Linked DNA regions of Mus musculus: regions 1 and 2 are each linked to region 3. A link is a contact called in public HiChIP or PLAC-seq and promoter capture Hi-C data. All regions are on one chromosome and are shown on one strand. Each heading gives the region's core, a stretch centred on a gene start, on an enhancer-like site or on the middle of the called end of the contact. The rest is flanking DNA. Distances are from core to core; before and after follow the strand shown. Region 1 holds the start of Afdn (afadin, adherens junction formation factor). Region 2 holds the start of Map3k4 (mitogen-activated protein kinase kinase kinase 4). Region 3 holds the start of Acat2 (acetyl-Coenzyme A acetyltransferase 2).

Region 1 (4,553 bases), core at 525-3,024, 800 kb before region 3:
AACTCTGGGGGAGGGGGAGGAACAAGGGAATTCACTTGACTAGCAATATTTTACTTGCAAAGTTTATCCTGCCATTTAAAAAAAAAAAAATCAAGCTAATTATTCTGAAAGACAAAATAATACTGAAACTATATTGATTCAGGGCTCCTTTCTAAAGAGTCGCTTGTAAGGCTATGAACGAACACTAACTACACAGTAAATTTGCTTACTAAAATACAACTCGTAAAATCGTTACAGAAGATGAATTATGAATCAGGAGTAACTTAACATCCACCGGTGTTCAAATTGGCCACCTGAACCTAATAATTTACCTTAGCTTGTCAAATAGGGATCGAGAGAAAGGGCTCTAACTAGGTCAAGTGTGCTCACAAGAAGGTGAGAGGGAAGGAGAGGAAAACCTGCCTTCCTCCACCGGCAAAATTAAGTCAATCTGAGAAGACTGCTCAGATCTACCAAATCTGTGTTCGCGGCTAAGCGCTGGCTGCTGTGTTTCAGCAAGCACCTCTTAGGTTTCAAAGCCAGAGCTATTTCCAAATCCGGCACAAGTCCTGGGTATAGTGTGGGGTCGCGTGGAACAGGTCTGCCCAGCCACAACTTAACCAAACGCCCTTTGGCCCGCTGTCTAACGGAGGCTTCCCCGAGGCTTCCCGCCGGCCACGGAACTCCTCCGACAGTCTCCCCGGTACCAACCGGCTGGCTGGATACCGGCCCTCACCCCACCCCCAAGATCGTCCAGAACGCTTCCCGCAGCCCCGCTGCGTACCGCCAGCGCACGGGGCTGGAGCAGGGGTTTATCTGTCTGCCCGCTGCGCGCCACCGGACCCCGCCGGGCTAGAACGCACGCGCGCCGTGGGGCGCACGGGGCTCACACCGCCGCGGGCATCGGCCGGTCACGTGGCCTCGGAGGGGCCGAGATCCGCGTCCCGACGGTTCGAAGACGCCATCAAAGAAACCGGCGGCGAGGAGCGCATCCCGCAGGGGAAGGCCCGCGGCCTGCGTGGGCCGCGACGGGGACCGGTGCGCTGGCAGGTAAGGGCCGGGAGGGCACAGGTGGGTCGTGCCGCACAGGTGGGCGGCCAGGTGCAGTCCTGTGGGCGCAAGCGGGGCCTGAGGACACAAGTGCGCGCCTGGAAAGGATGCGGGTGACACAGGTGGGGTCTGAGGACCCACGTGGGTGGCCAGGCGGAGTCCCGGGGACACAAGTGCACGTCCAGGTGTGTCTCCGCGCGCAGGTGGCCGGCCCGCCCTCTGCGCCGGCCACCAAGCCGCCCTGGACCCCGCCCGGGCGGCGGGGCACCGCAGGAGGCGACAAGGACGAGCGCCCCTAGGGACCCCGCTGGCCAGTACGGTGGGCGGAGGCCGAGGGGACAGGGCCGCGGGCGAGGGCGGGTCCGCGGGCGGACGGGCGGGCGGGCAGGCCAGCGGGGGAGGGGCGGCCGCGGGACCCCACCGCGCTCTGCCTCCCGCGGCCTCCGCGTCGCCGGCCCGCGCGCGGGCCCCCTCCCCTCGCACCCCGGCGGCGGCGGCGGCGCTCACCTCGGTCGGCTGGCTGATCTCGAACAGGTCCAGCCGGTTGGCGTTCCAGTGGTGAATGATGTCGGCCAGCTTCCGCCGCTCTTCGTCGCGGCCGCCCGCCGACATGATCGCGGCCGCTCCTCCCCAGGGCCAGCCGGGCCGGAACACCGCAGGCCGCCTCACCGCCGCCGCCGCCGCCGCGCGTCCTCCGCCGGGCTCGGCCCGCGTCCGGCCCGCGCCGCTTCAGCCCGCCTCAGCCGCGGCCGGTGCGCCGAGCGCCGCCCCCCGCCCTCCCGCCGCCGTGCGCGCCCGCCCGCCGTGCGCGTCCCCGCGAGCGCGCGCCGCGCCGCTAGGTGCTGCCGCGTGGTCGCGCGCGCGTGCGTGCGTGCAGGGGCGCGTCGGGTGTCAGCGGGCCGCACTCGCTCTGTGCCGGAGGCGTGAGTCCTCACCGGAGCCGCTCGGTCCTGCGGCCGCGCTCGGTCCGCCCTGGGCAGGCTCAGGGGTGGCGGACGAGCTGGCGAGCAGAGGGGCGGCGCCCTGACGGGCGGGGCGACCCGGAGCTGCAGAGCGGGATGGACAGGTGGGCGTGGGCTGCGCGGCCGGCGGAACTGGCCGGCCATCCCGCCGCGGCCCTGACGCCTGGGCTGCGCTGGCTGCTGGGGTCAAATCCCAGCTGACCTTTCTCCGGAGGAAAGATAAATTATTATGGTTGTGTGTGAGCGTCAGTGCAAATGTTTTCCGAGCCCTCCTCCGGCTCAGGGTGCCTTTTGGATCCCCCGCATTCCTCAACCCCGGCCAGGGAGCGGCGGCGCCCTTTGTGTCTCCGCGGAGCGCATGCCACCTCGGGGAAAACAACGAATCTGAGTTAGAACGGGGAGAGAGAGACACTAGCGTGAGTTTTGTTAATCTTTTAAAGCCTCCCGGTGAACCTAGAAACCCAAAAATTATCTTGAACAGCAAATGCTCTGGGGTTTAGAGAACGTTTGTTTCTTTGTCTTTTTCATTGCCTCTTCCGTGCCAAAAACAATCTGTTTGCTGGAGAACACATCCGGAAAGAGCTGTTTTCCCCTGTTCATCCAGGTAAAATTGGTGTTTGGCATGCTCTAAGGGAAAGCCTTCACCGGAGCTAAGAGAGCAATACGCTGTATTTGACATGCCCTCTTTTATTTCTGCTCTCTCTCCCTTTTCCAGTGAGAAGATATGTTTTCTCTCTACCAGTTAGATTTCTTCTTTTGTCAGAAAGAAGAGCATCTGTCCTCCAGGCTGGGCTTTGTCTCCGTTTGCTCTGCGACTGCACTAGCGCAGCAAGGCTACATAAGGAGGCTTTTCAGCAGAGGAGCCTGGTGTTGAACTCGTGCCATGGGGAATGAATTCTTCTATAGACCCCTCGTCCTCTTCTGGAAGTTAAAGGGGGGCGATTTGCAAAAAAAGCATATGTGTATGAATGTGTCTTCCTGTCCTAGCATTTTGTGCCTTTAAGTCCTTGTGCTTCTGAGTGGACTCGACTGTCAGTGCCGCTCAAGGCCCTCACTAGCCTCCACACTCAGAGTTCCCCTGACAGAGCCAGTGTAAACTGGTTTTCACAGCATGAGCTGTATTCCTGCTGAAGAACTGGCTTTTACAGAATTTGCAAAGCTAGCAATTAGACAACTAACACCCATGCCACTGTGTTGTTAAAGGGAACATTCAGTATTGCTAGAGACCGAGAAAGGCTCTCTGCAGCGTTGTTTTTATGGGAAGAAATATGTATGTAGAGAAGCCAACAGACAGTGCAGGGCTAAATCCATGTCCGCTGCCCTTGGTTTCTGGTTTACTTTAAAAAGCTCCATCTGTATCATCTTCACAAGTGAACCAGTTCCCAAAGTATAATGCATTGTAAGTATTTAGTATATTGATAACGGCTTGAAATCTACAGAATACCTGTGATTTTTCTCACAGCCGAAAAGACCCGAACTATTATGTGTTCAACCAAGGAGAGCTTTAGGCTGGGCCCACTATTCCACTAATCCTCATTGTTTGAGACGCAGCGATAAATGGGGAGTGGTAGGCCAGGCCTGTGTTCCAAGAACAGGGAGGCGTGGCAGGAGGATGAGGAATTGACCTCCTAGAAGTTGAAGAAAAAGAAAAGGGAACCAAAACAATGTTCTGAGTCATGTGTTGTGCTATCCATAAAAGACGGAGGGGATGTAGGTAGCCATTATAGAACAGCCTACATCCTGAATATGAAGGGGACAGGTGCTTAAGCCAAAAGGTTTCCAAAGTTCATGAGGTCCTAGGTTCTGTCGTCAGCATCATAGAGTTATGCTTAAAGATACTCAGATGACAGTAAAGATGAAGCCCTGATCCTTCTTTGTCCATAAGCATGGTGACTGGTCACACCTGACAGCAGGATGTGGAAAAGGAAGAAGAGCCTAAAAGCCCCCTGAGCTTTGTTAACCACGTACAATACAGAAACAGATTCAATGAAAGACTGTATGTGAAGTCAAACAAAGTGCACTAGATGAGGCTGACTGTAATCCGGTTAGTCGGTTTTTGAAGATTTAAGTTTCCACTTTATACTTAAGTCTTGATCTTCCCTTTTAAAGGTATTAAAATATGTTAGTTGTATATTAAACAATAAGAATCATCAGTACTGAGCCAAGCAGTAGTGACACCCGCCTTTATTCCCAGCGCTCAGGCGGCAGAAACAGGTGAGTCTCTGTGAGTTCGAGGCCAGCCTGGTCTACAGAGAAAATTCCAGGACAGCCAGGGCTACACAGAGAGAAACCCTGTCTCGAAAAACAGAAAAACAAAAAGCATCAGTACTTGCATAATGGGAAAAATAGGTGAGAATAAATAAGTTAATAAACGTTAGTTTTCCTTCCCATTTTTTTTTTTTTGATAGTCTCATGTTTTTCAGACTGGCCTTGTATTTATTATGTAGCCAAAAATGACCTTGAACTTTGATCCTCCTCTGTACTTCCAGAGTAACAGGGCTGGGGCGGTGGGGGGAGGGCTATCTATATGCCATCACTTCCTGCTTGTGCTGTACTGGGAAT
Region 2 (4,477 bases), core at 22-2,521, 640 kb after region 3:
AGGAGGGCTCAGGTTAGCCCAGTGTAGAGGGAGACGAAACTATCAGAATTACAGAGAGATGGGAAACACTCTGCAGAGCTCTCAGTGAAAATGAATGGGTCTTTAAAATTATTAGGATAGACTGAGTTCATTTCCTTTGAATGCTTCGTTTTGCTTTGTTCTCTCTCCCTCCATTAGGCAACTTCTCACGGCTGCTTCCTTAGTGTCTCCCGAAGTCCTAATGCAATATGTGCACTGAATAGTTGTTGACTGACTGCATGTTGTTGAATTAATGAAAGGGATGTCAACTCAGAAATCCAGCACTGGCAGACATTATAGATAATGTAGTCTACTGTAACAACAGCAAGAGTATGCTCTTTAATTACAGAGACATTTCTGTAACACAGCTGATTTCAGAGTATCTTTATCTTGCTTAGCTCTTAAATCTTACCTTGAAATTTTTTCTTTCAGTCAGTTAAAAAAATTTGTTCAAAATTTATATCTCTACATAGCAAAGCTAAAGAATCATTTTTTTAAAAAAAATCAAACTAAGTGGAAACAAACATATTTGATTCTGAATACGATTTCTGAACTGAATCTGGATTTCAGAAGGCATGATTGCAACTCAAAGGCTGTAAAGCTGCGCAAGCTAAGAATGACTGAAAGATGCTCTGCTATTTCAATTCTTTTAATAACTTCAAATCTTTACAACTTCTTTATCCCTTTCTTTCTTCTTTAGTGTAGCAACTGTGCAAGTTTCTGAAAAAGCACTTTCTAACCTTGGGATCCTGGGTGAGGACGGCGTCCTCTGCTGCCTGATTGGTGTGTCACTCTGATGGTCTGAGTCTGCAGAAGGCCCACACTTCCATGTCAGAGCTGTGGGCGTCTGGGTGACATCATCCTTATTCCGAAAGGCAGAATCCAGTGGCGCAGAGACCTTGAGCTCCAGTTTATGAAGCATTCCTGCTCGCCCAGACAACCCTACCTCTCCAAATGTCTCCTGTGCCCTTAGCCTCAGGACCTCCCGAGGCCACCCGCGGTCACCCAGCGACACCTGATTTACCACTGGCCAGTGCGCTCCTCCCTCCCGCCTCGCCCCGCCCAGGCGGACTCAGCCGCCCGCCGAGGCGTGTCCCTCGCTGCCCGCCGTAGCCCAGCGTTCGGCCGGCCGCCGTTCCCAAGATGGCCGCTGCGCGCACGGCTCCTGCGGCGGGCTAGAGGCGGAGGCGGAGTCGAGTCACTCCCTCACCCCGCGGCTCCTGGTCTTCCCGCACCAGGCTGCAGCTGACGACCCGCCGCGGTCATGCGAAGCTTGGTGCACGGATGAGAGACGCCATCGCCGAGCCGGTGCCCCCTCCTGCCCTCGCCGACACCCCTGCAGCCGCCATGGAGGAGCTGCGGCCAGCACCGCCGCCACAGCCCGAGCCGGATCCGGAGTGCTGCCCAGCGGCGAGGTGAGTGCACGGCTGCAGCTGCAGCTCGGAGGGAGCAGGGTGGCGCGTGAAGGGGGCGTGGGGTCCTCGGCTGCGCGCCAGGTGGGCGCGGAGCATCCGGACCTCCGGTGGCGGGAGGGGCGCGGTGCAGCGCGGAGCCCGGTGCTCCGCTTCCGCGCGACCCCTGCCCGGGCTCGGAGGCCAAGCTCCCGAGCGACCCTGGCCTTTGCAGTAGTGCTCCCCGGGGCCCTGCTGCAGACAGCCCCAGCTTGCCCCGGACTGCCGCTCGGGCTCGGATCAGTGATCGGATGGAAGGAAGGTGGTCCATCTTTCTCCTTTTTCCAGGAAAAGAGAGGCGACGTGCCTCTCGGCAGTTCCTTGCTCCTTCAGCCCTTTGCAGCGCGCCTCCCAGCCTTCTGTCCCCAGGGCGAAGCTTCACGTAACTGCAGACAAGGTTCCTTGTCAGAGATCCTTTTACTGTCTTCTAGCAACAGCCTGATGCAGTGTTGCGCACGAAAATAGCTAAGGGTTTATGTGTGAAACTTTGCTACCGCAGGAAGCTCCAAGATGGAACTTTGGTACCCAGAGTATCTGTTGCATTCTGCTCCGTAGAAGCTCTTTTAACTGCTACGAAGAGTCTCAAGTTTTAATTGGGAGGGTAAACTCACGGTGTCCTGATTTTGTGTTTAAATGCCAGTCCTTTGCATCTCAGGATAAACTTTGACTGCTTCCTGTCCCCTATAGTGAAAACACTCCCACAACTCCTCCTGGCTTAAGGTCTCGCTCTATAACCTCAGGAAGAAGGCAGTTAAATAGCTTTGCTTTTTCCTGCTTGAAGAAATAGCAAATTTATAGTTGTAGCGAGACCCGAACACGGGAGCCATTCACATCCTTGCTTGTCACCACTGGGTTGCCTGAGAGGAATTTTACTTTTTCAAAGCCGTGAGAGCTACTGCATTGTGTTTCTTAATTTCAAGATAGTTCTGTGACATCTTTTGGGGCATTTTCTTTAAGGAATAGTACAGGGTGCTATTAGAAGTCTTTTTTCAGAAAGTTCATAATTTTCTTAATGTATTGAGCTGTTGAGCAATTTTTACTCCTTTAATCGTTATTTTAGAAATAATAAATGTGAGTCCTTACTTAATGCTTAAAATGTTTTATCACGTAGCCATTACTTTTGTTAATTCATTTAATCTTTATAACAGTCTTATGAGTTAATTCTGCTATTCATCTCCTTTATGTAAGAGGAAACTGAGGCAAAAGGTAAATAGCATATATAAAGATTAACAGCTTGTAATGAACAAAAGTCTGGCTGCCTAGTTTGTGCCTTAATTATCACGAGGAAGAGGGATGATTTCATACCCACAGACCCGACATTATAATTCTATGTAACTGTTCTCGGGGGAGAAAATGGACTTGAGCGGTGTTAGGCAGAGGGATAAAAATCTGCTATCAAAACGCTGCTTTCCTATTGATAAACAGCCTTGCCTTCCAGCCAGGAGCCTGTCTCTTTGTTATAATAAAAATAGGTCAGGATAATGGGCCTCATCCAACTTTACGTGAACAGCAGTGTACAGAACAAGGAGATCTTTGAAGTATTTTTCTTAGCAACATTGCAGTTAATTTTACAATAGCAAATGCGTAGAGCAGATTTTTTTTTTCTCTTGGTGAAGCTGCTGCTTTGCCTTTTTGCTGCAGTAATGGACACTGCCTCCTCTTCAGTTGGCAGGGGTGACCTCTGGCACTATTACTGTCCATCTGTGGTAAGCGATGTTGCAGGGAGCTCCAGCTGTTTGTATGTGGTCCACATTCCTACCTATTCACAAGAGGCTCATACATTGCCGTATACATCCCGAATCTGCTCAGTGCCTCCCCCCAACACGCCAGCGACCACTAATCTGTTACCTAGCATTTCCAGGTGGCTCTCTGGCAGACCAGAATAAAGCTGTTGATGTTGTTGTTCCTCGGCTGTGCGTGTGTGTCATTGATCACGCAGGCTGTGCTCGAGCACAGGTCTTCTGTAGGAGTCAGGCCCGTACTTGTTGGCCCCGAAAGCTGTATGGCAAGTGCACGTGGCAGATGCCAGCACCCAGGATGTCTGCTGTGGGTGCGCTTCGCTCCTGACAGTGAGTTATGCAATGATGGAAGAACAGAAAACAGATTGCCAGCTGACGGGGCTCTGTCGGATCCCTAGTTTTGGTAGAGAACTTATGAAGGTGGTTACAGTTGTTCTTAGTGAGTAAACTTTTGGATAAACCTTCTTCCTTCCTTTTCAAGCATCTGGGCCACGTTTGAGAGGATCCTGATGTTGCTTAGGAACACTATTAGAATTAGTTTGAAGCAACTTGACCCTTGTTTTTTGTTTATTTATTTATTTATTTATTTGATTTGTGCATTTAACAAACACCAGTAAATTTGATACGAAGTCTGATACAGTGTTCCTGCCTATTGTAGCCTTTGCTTTAAGATAGTTATGTTAAATATGGTTTCGTTGTTGTCATCCACTGACCTTCTGAGTACAGTGTCAGTAAATCTCATTATACCCTTTCCTAACCAGCGGCCTTGTTACTAACTCTGTGTAGTGTTGCTCTTCTAAGTTTATTTGTGAAAATGGGTTTCATTTCTTTAAAAGCGTTTGAGCATCCTTACTTCTGGGCACTCTAATCTCTCTGCTATCTCAAATCCCCACCTTGAGCCTGAATCGCCACCTGAGCTCATTTGTTTCTGTCTTGACTCAGGCTGTCACCTATTACTAATCTGGTGAAGCTGCAGACAGTTTTGTGTCCGATGCGTCTTTACCTGAACCACTCCAGCTGTAGGTGCTCTTGCAGGGGTGGCTTGAGACAGAGGAGCAGCCAACTGGCAGCAGTGCCTCCAGGATGGCAGAAACTCTGTTCTGGCGTGGATGTGACTTGACTCTCCCTGGTTCCTTTAATTGTCACTTCGTGAGGTCGCTTTATTTCCTTCCTGTATATCCTCTTGATGCCTTGAAAATCTTGTTCGGAAACTCTCCTGGAAGATGGGGGTACACAGGTCTTGCGTACTTGATGGATAGATTGCATTAA
Region 3 (4,308 bases), core at 311-2,810:
CCAGTCTGCTCACAGGCAACAAAATTAAAAGAAGGATTCCAGAGTTGTCAGCATAATGGGGGTAACTGACAGGATGGGGTGGACATGCTGTGGCATGTTGGGTGAGGGGCAGTGAGAGTAAGGCCACAAAGGGAACTGAAGAGTGGCCAGAGTAGTGGGAAAACAGAGGGCTAGGGAGGTGACACAGTGGTGATGAGCACTACTGCTCCTGCAGAGAACAGGGTTTGGTAGCTAGCACCCATATGATAGCTCACGACTGTCTGCAATTCCAGTTCCTGGGGTCCAGCATCCTCTGCTTGCCTCTGCAGACACTAGGCTCACATGCAAGGATGCATACATGCATGCAAGCAAAGACACATAAAAATAAATTATTAAGCCAGGCGTGGTGGCGCACGCCTTTAATCCCAGCACTCAGGAGGCAGAGGCAGGCAGATTTCTGAGTTTGAGGCCAGCCTGGTCTACAAAGTGAGTTCCAGGACAGCCAGGGCTATACAGAGAAACCCTGTCACGAAAAACCAAAAAGAAGAAGAAGAAGGAGGAGGAGGAGGAGGAGGAGGAGGAGGAGGAGGAGGAGGAGGAGGAGGAGGAGGAGGAGGAAACCATGGGAAGTCCCTTGCATTTCTTGGACCCTTGAGGAAACAGAGGACATAATCTAGAATTTAGCCTCATCTCTAGAACCTACTTTGATCCATCCACCTCTCTCAAAATACTATTTTTTTCAGGTTGCTTTACATTTCAGGAGGATATCCCAGCTTACCGGGTTGTTGTTGTTAGGTTTGTTTTCCTTTCCTACAATCTGTGGCGCAGTTCTCTTACTTCACTGTCCACTGTCCCCACTGAGGGCAAGACTTGCCTAGAAAGCCTTTCCTTCCACCACAGGATTCTGCTTTCCTAAACAGATGGCATTCTCTGTAGACCAGCAAGCTGCAGAAGCAAACCAGGATGACTCTCCTTTCAAAACACTGGGGACACTGCAGGTGACCTGTGATAGTGCTAGGGCTGGGACTGGGGGGTGGCCAGAGGGAGCCTGCAAAAGGCATGAGAATGACACAAGGCAGAGAGGTAAGTAGAGTCTGGCAGATTCTGTCTTTGGCTGAATAATAAGTCCGAGAGGATTGGACAGTAGAGATCCACTGCCCTAAGGATCTCTGTTAGCAAGGAGGCTACCCACTCAGAAGCTGTCAGCGCTGAGAAGAACCTTCAGAAGAAACGGGAGATGCCTATGTAGGAAAGGTTAGGCTAGGTTCCAGTGTCACCTGGAGGAAAGCCTTACCCTTGGACCCGACTCCACCTATGACCCCTAGACCGTCTGCACACCGCATCGCTCTTCGACACCCCTAGGCTGTCTACCTCCAACCCAACATCCCTGGATCCTCCACACCCCACCCTAACCCGACACACCTAGGTTGGGTAGACACCATCTACCCCATACCAAACCAAAGAGTCTCCATCTTACACAATTCTGGGACTTAGCCCTACCAGCTTCCTGCGCAGGCGTGAGGAGGCGTGGCGTGGAGGCCATAGCTCCGCCCCCCCCAGCACAGCCTGTCAGGCTGGAGGAAGTTTTACCTCAGTCGCAGACAGGACAAGGCTGAGAGCTAGCAGAGACCAGAGCGACAAGATGAATGCGGGCTCAGACCCCGTGGTCATCGTCTCAGCGGCGCGCACCGCTATAGGTGAGTGTCCCGCGAGGTCACTTCAGCCTGTGACCCTCCTTCCCGACATGATCGCGGAGACTCGGGCTCTCGTGACGGGGAGGGGGCGGCCGGCCACAGACTCCACAGCTCGCGGTGCCCCGCGCCTTGCCCGCGGACCCGCCCCTCGTGCTGCGATTGGCTCCTCGCAGTAGAGCCACCGCTCTGCCAGGCTCACCTATTAGATAACGTTGGGACGCGCTCTCTCTCCTGATCGCTGATTGGTCTGTTCGGCGGTGCACCATTGATCACGCTGTGGTGTCGGGGGCCCGAGAGATGGTGGTCTGAGCTGCTCCTCCAGGCAGGCCTTGGCTTTGGCATTGTTCTGGAAGTCACCATCGCCTTTGCCCGCCTCGGCTCCAGCCGTTTTTATTTGGAATGCATGTGACCCCTTCTCCCCCTCGGTGGTCCTCAGTGTGCTCTTGGTTCAGATTCCTTCCCTCTTCCCCATTCCATTGTAGGCTCCTTCAATGGTGCCCTGTCCACCGTGCCTGTCCACGAAATGGGGACAACTGTCATCAAAGAAGTCCTGCAGAGGGCCAAGGTGGCTCCAGAAGAGGTGTCCGAGGTCATATTTGGACATGTCTTGACGGCAGGTAACTCCTCAGTAGCCCAGGACAGATCTGGTTCACTAGAAACAGCATTTATTTATATGTGTGTGTGTGCGCGCACACACACCACCACCACCATACATTGCTTTGCTTGGAGTTCTCTCTGCTAGGATTCTTTCTGTCCCTCCTCCTTCCTCTGGCTGAAGTCACAGCTCCTTTACAAGCCTTTTCGGTGAGTGATCTTAGACCACGGGACTGTATCGCCTTTGCATTGTTAGAAGCACAGCAAAGTATTCACAGTCCTCCACATACCCCTAACATGTCACACAGTCAATAAAAGTGTGTGGGCCTGGCACTGTGCCACAGCTGCGAGTGGGGCTGCAGCAGAGCAGCTCTACCCTGGTCCACTTTGTCAGGAGATCAGCTGTCCCTCACTCCAGGGGACTGTCCGGAGGAAGGCAGGAGAGTCTAAGAATGCTTCATCATAGCTCTGATTCCTGCTGGGCTTGGAGATCAGTGACTACTGATGTTGATGATTGGTTTGGGGCCTGGGTGTATAGCTCAGTGGTGAAGTGTGTGGTTAGCATGCATGTGGTCATGAGTTCCCACTCCTGCCCTGCCCTGTGCTCCCTCAGCACACATTTGAATCAACTGTAGAGAAAATTGTTAATATTCAATACCAAGTTCTGCTCTTACTCTGTCTGAGACCATTTGTATGTGTGCCAGTTGAATATTGTTTTTTGAAACATTTGGGGCTAGAATTGTTTTGACATCAGATCCCCACCTCCTAGATTATGCAACATCTGTATATATATATATATATATATATATAAAGGATCATTGTTAGAGAACTTGGTGTCACAATCTTTATCTCAAGAAACCACGTTCAGCTAGTTGTCCTTCATATTCTAGGTGGAACAGCAAAATGGATAGTAGAAAAGGGAGCTTTATTTAATTTGGTTAAATTGGGAGGAGATCCAAGTATCCTCCTCAGGTCCATCTTCATACTCCAGAAGTGAGATTAAACTTTAAATAGACAGCTGGAGATTCGCACTTCTAAACAGTCAGGTCATGTTATGGCCCCACCCCCTGCATTGACCCATTGTCTGGGTCTCTATAGCAGGGTGGTCTGGCAAGTCCTCAGAGTGTGTGGAATCTTTTTCCCTGGAAGGAAAGATCTCCTTTGCCTTGTACCAGGCTTCAACTTGTTCCTTCTCCCAGCATGTGATTCCAGTCTTTGAGGAGTTCATTGTTTCAGTCGTCTGAAAGAGCAAAGAAGCCAAGTGTCTCTAAGAAGTATCATCATCTTTTAGAGAGTAAAGAGATTGCTCAGCTCTAAGGAGCACTTACTGTTCTTATAAAGGGCCCAAATTTGTTTCCTGGCACCCTCTTGGATTCTTACAGCCTTCTTCACTCTTCCAGGAATCCAGAATCTAGCACCCTCTTCTAGCCTCCATAAGTACCAGGCACCCTCAAACATACATACATACATACATTCATTCACGAAAAACATTCATACAAGTAAATATATATATAATATCACCAGACTGTGGTAGTACACACCTTTATTCCCAGCACCCAGGAGACAGAGGCAGGTGGATCTCAGTGAATTCAAGGCCAGCCTGGTCTACCGAGCAAGTTTCCTGGACGGCCAGAGCTGCGTGAGAACCCTGTCTTGGGAGGAAAAGAAAAAATATATATATGATCTTCATCTTCATCCCTGTAAGGATGTTTATGTCCTGGCTGGAGCCCAATTCTGAGTAGAAATTAAATCCTGATCATCGTTTGTAGCCCACTGCTGGACAGTGGTGGTCATGTCGTAGCGTCTCAGCGTTCACAAGTTGTACATTGCCTCGCTTGCTGATCTATAAATGTAACCTCACCACTCTGTAGACCAGGCTGGCCTCGGACTCGGAAATCCACCTGCCTCTGCCTCCTGAGTGCTGGGATTAAAGGCGTGCGCCAACACGCCCTGCATAGCAATATCTCTAATGAATAGTATCTTCTTAGTTTAATTTTAAAGTTTTGAGTTTTTTTACTTTTTAATTTCTGAGACATGAGAG

What was found. HiChIP or PLAC-seq counts read pairs in DNA pulled down with a chosen protein or histone mark. Capture Hi-C pulls out chosen DNA fragments and counts their contacts.
Region 1: a contact with region 3 is called in an H3K4me3 HiChIP or PLAC-seq map of embryonic stem cells, with 8 read pairs. The contact joins the promoter of Afdn here to the promoter of Acat2 in region 3. A contact is called at or near these places in 3 of 115 datasets of contacts at active chromatin or transcription factors (cardiomyocytes, embryonic stem cells and stem cell-derived neural progenitor cells).
Region 2: a contact with region 3 is called in a promoter capture Hi-C map of adipose tissue, with 2.2 times the contacts expected there. The contact joins the promoter of Map3k4 here to the promoter of Acat2 in region 3. A contact is called at or near these places in 2 of 115 datasets of contacts at active chromatin or transcription factors (bone marrow-derived macrophages and memory CD8 T cells) and 1 of 9 other capture datasets (adipose tissue).

The regions. Positions count from the first base shown.
Region 1 is chr17:13,757,762-13,762,314 of GRCm38.p6, reverse strand. Afdn (afadin, adherens junction formation factor) reads right to left here and starts at 1,774. Exons shown (of 33, transcript NM_010806.1): 1 at 1,537-1,774. The coding sequence starts at 1,641. It overlaps Tcte2 (t-complex-associated testis expressed 2), which reads left to right and starts at 912. Exons shown (of 3, transcript NM_022311.3): 1 at 912-1,029.
Region 2 is chr17:12,315,454-12,319,930 of GRCm38.p6, reverse strand. Map3k4 (mitogen-activated protein kinase kinase kinase 4) reads left to right here and starts at 1,271. Exons shown (of 27, transcript NM_011948.2): 1 at 1,271-1,433. The coding sequence starts at 1,303. 4732491K20Rik (RIKEN cDNA 4732491K20 gene) reads right to left here and starts at 1,078. Exons shown (of 2, transcript NR_045290.1): 1 at 759-1,078.
Region 3 is chr17:12,957,977-12,962,284 of GRCm38.p6, reverse strand. Acat2 (acetyl-Coenzyme A acetyltransferase 2) reads left to right here and starts at 1,560. Exons shown (of 9, transcript NM_009338.3): 1 at 1,560-1,676; 2 at 2,156-2,290. The coding sequence starts at 1,622. It also overlaps the pseudogene Gm15946.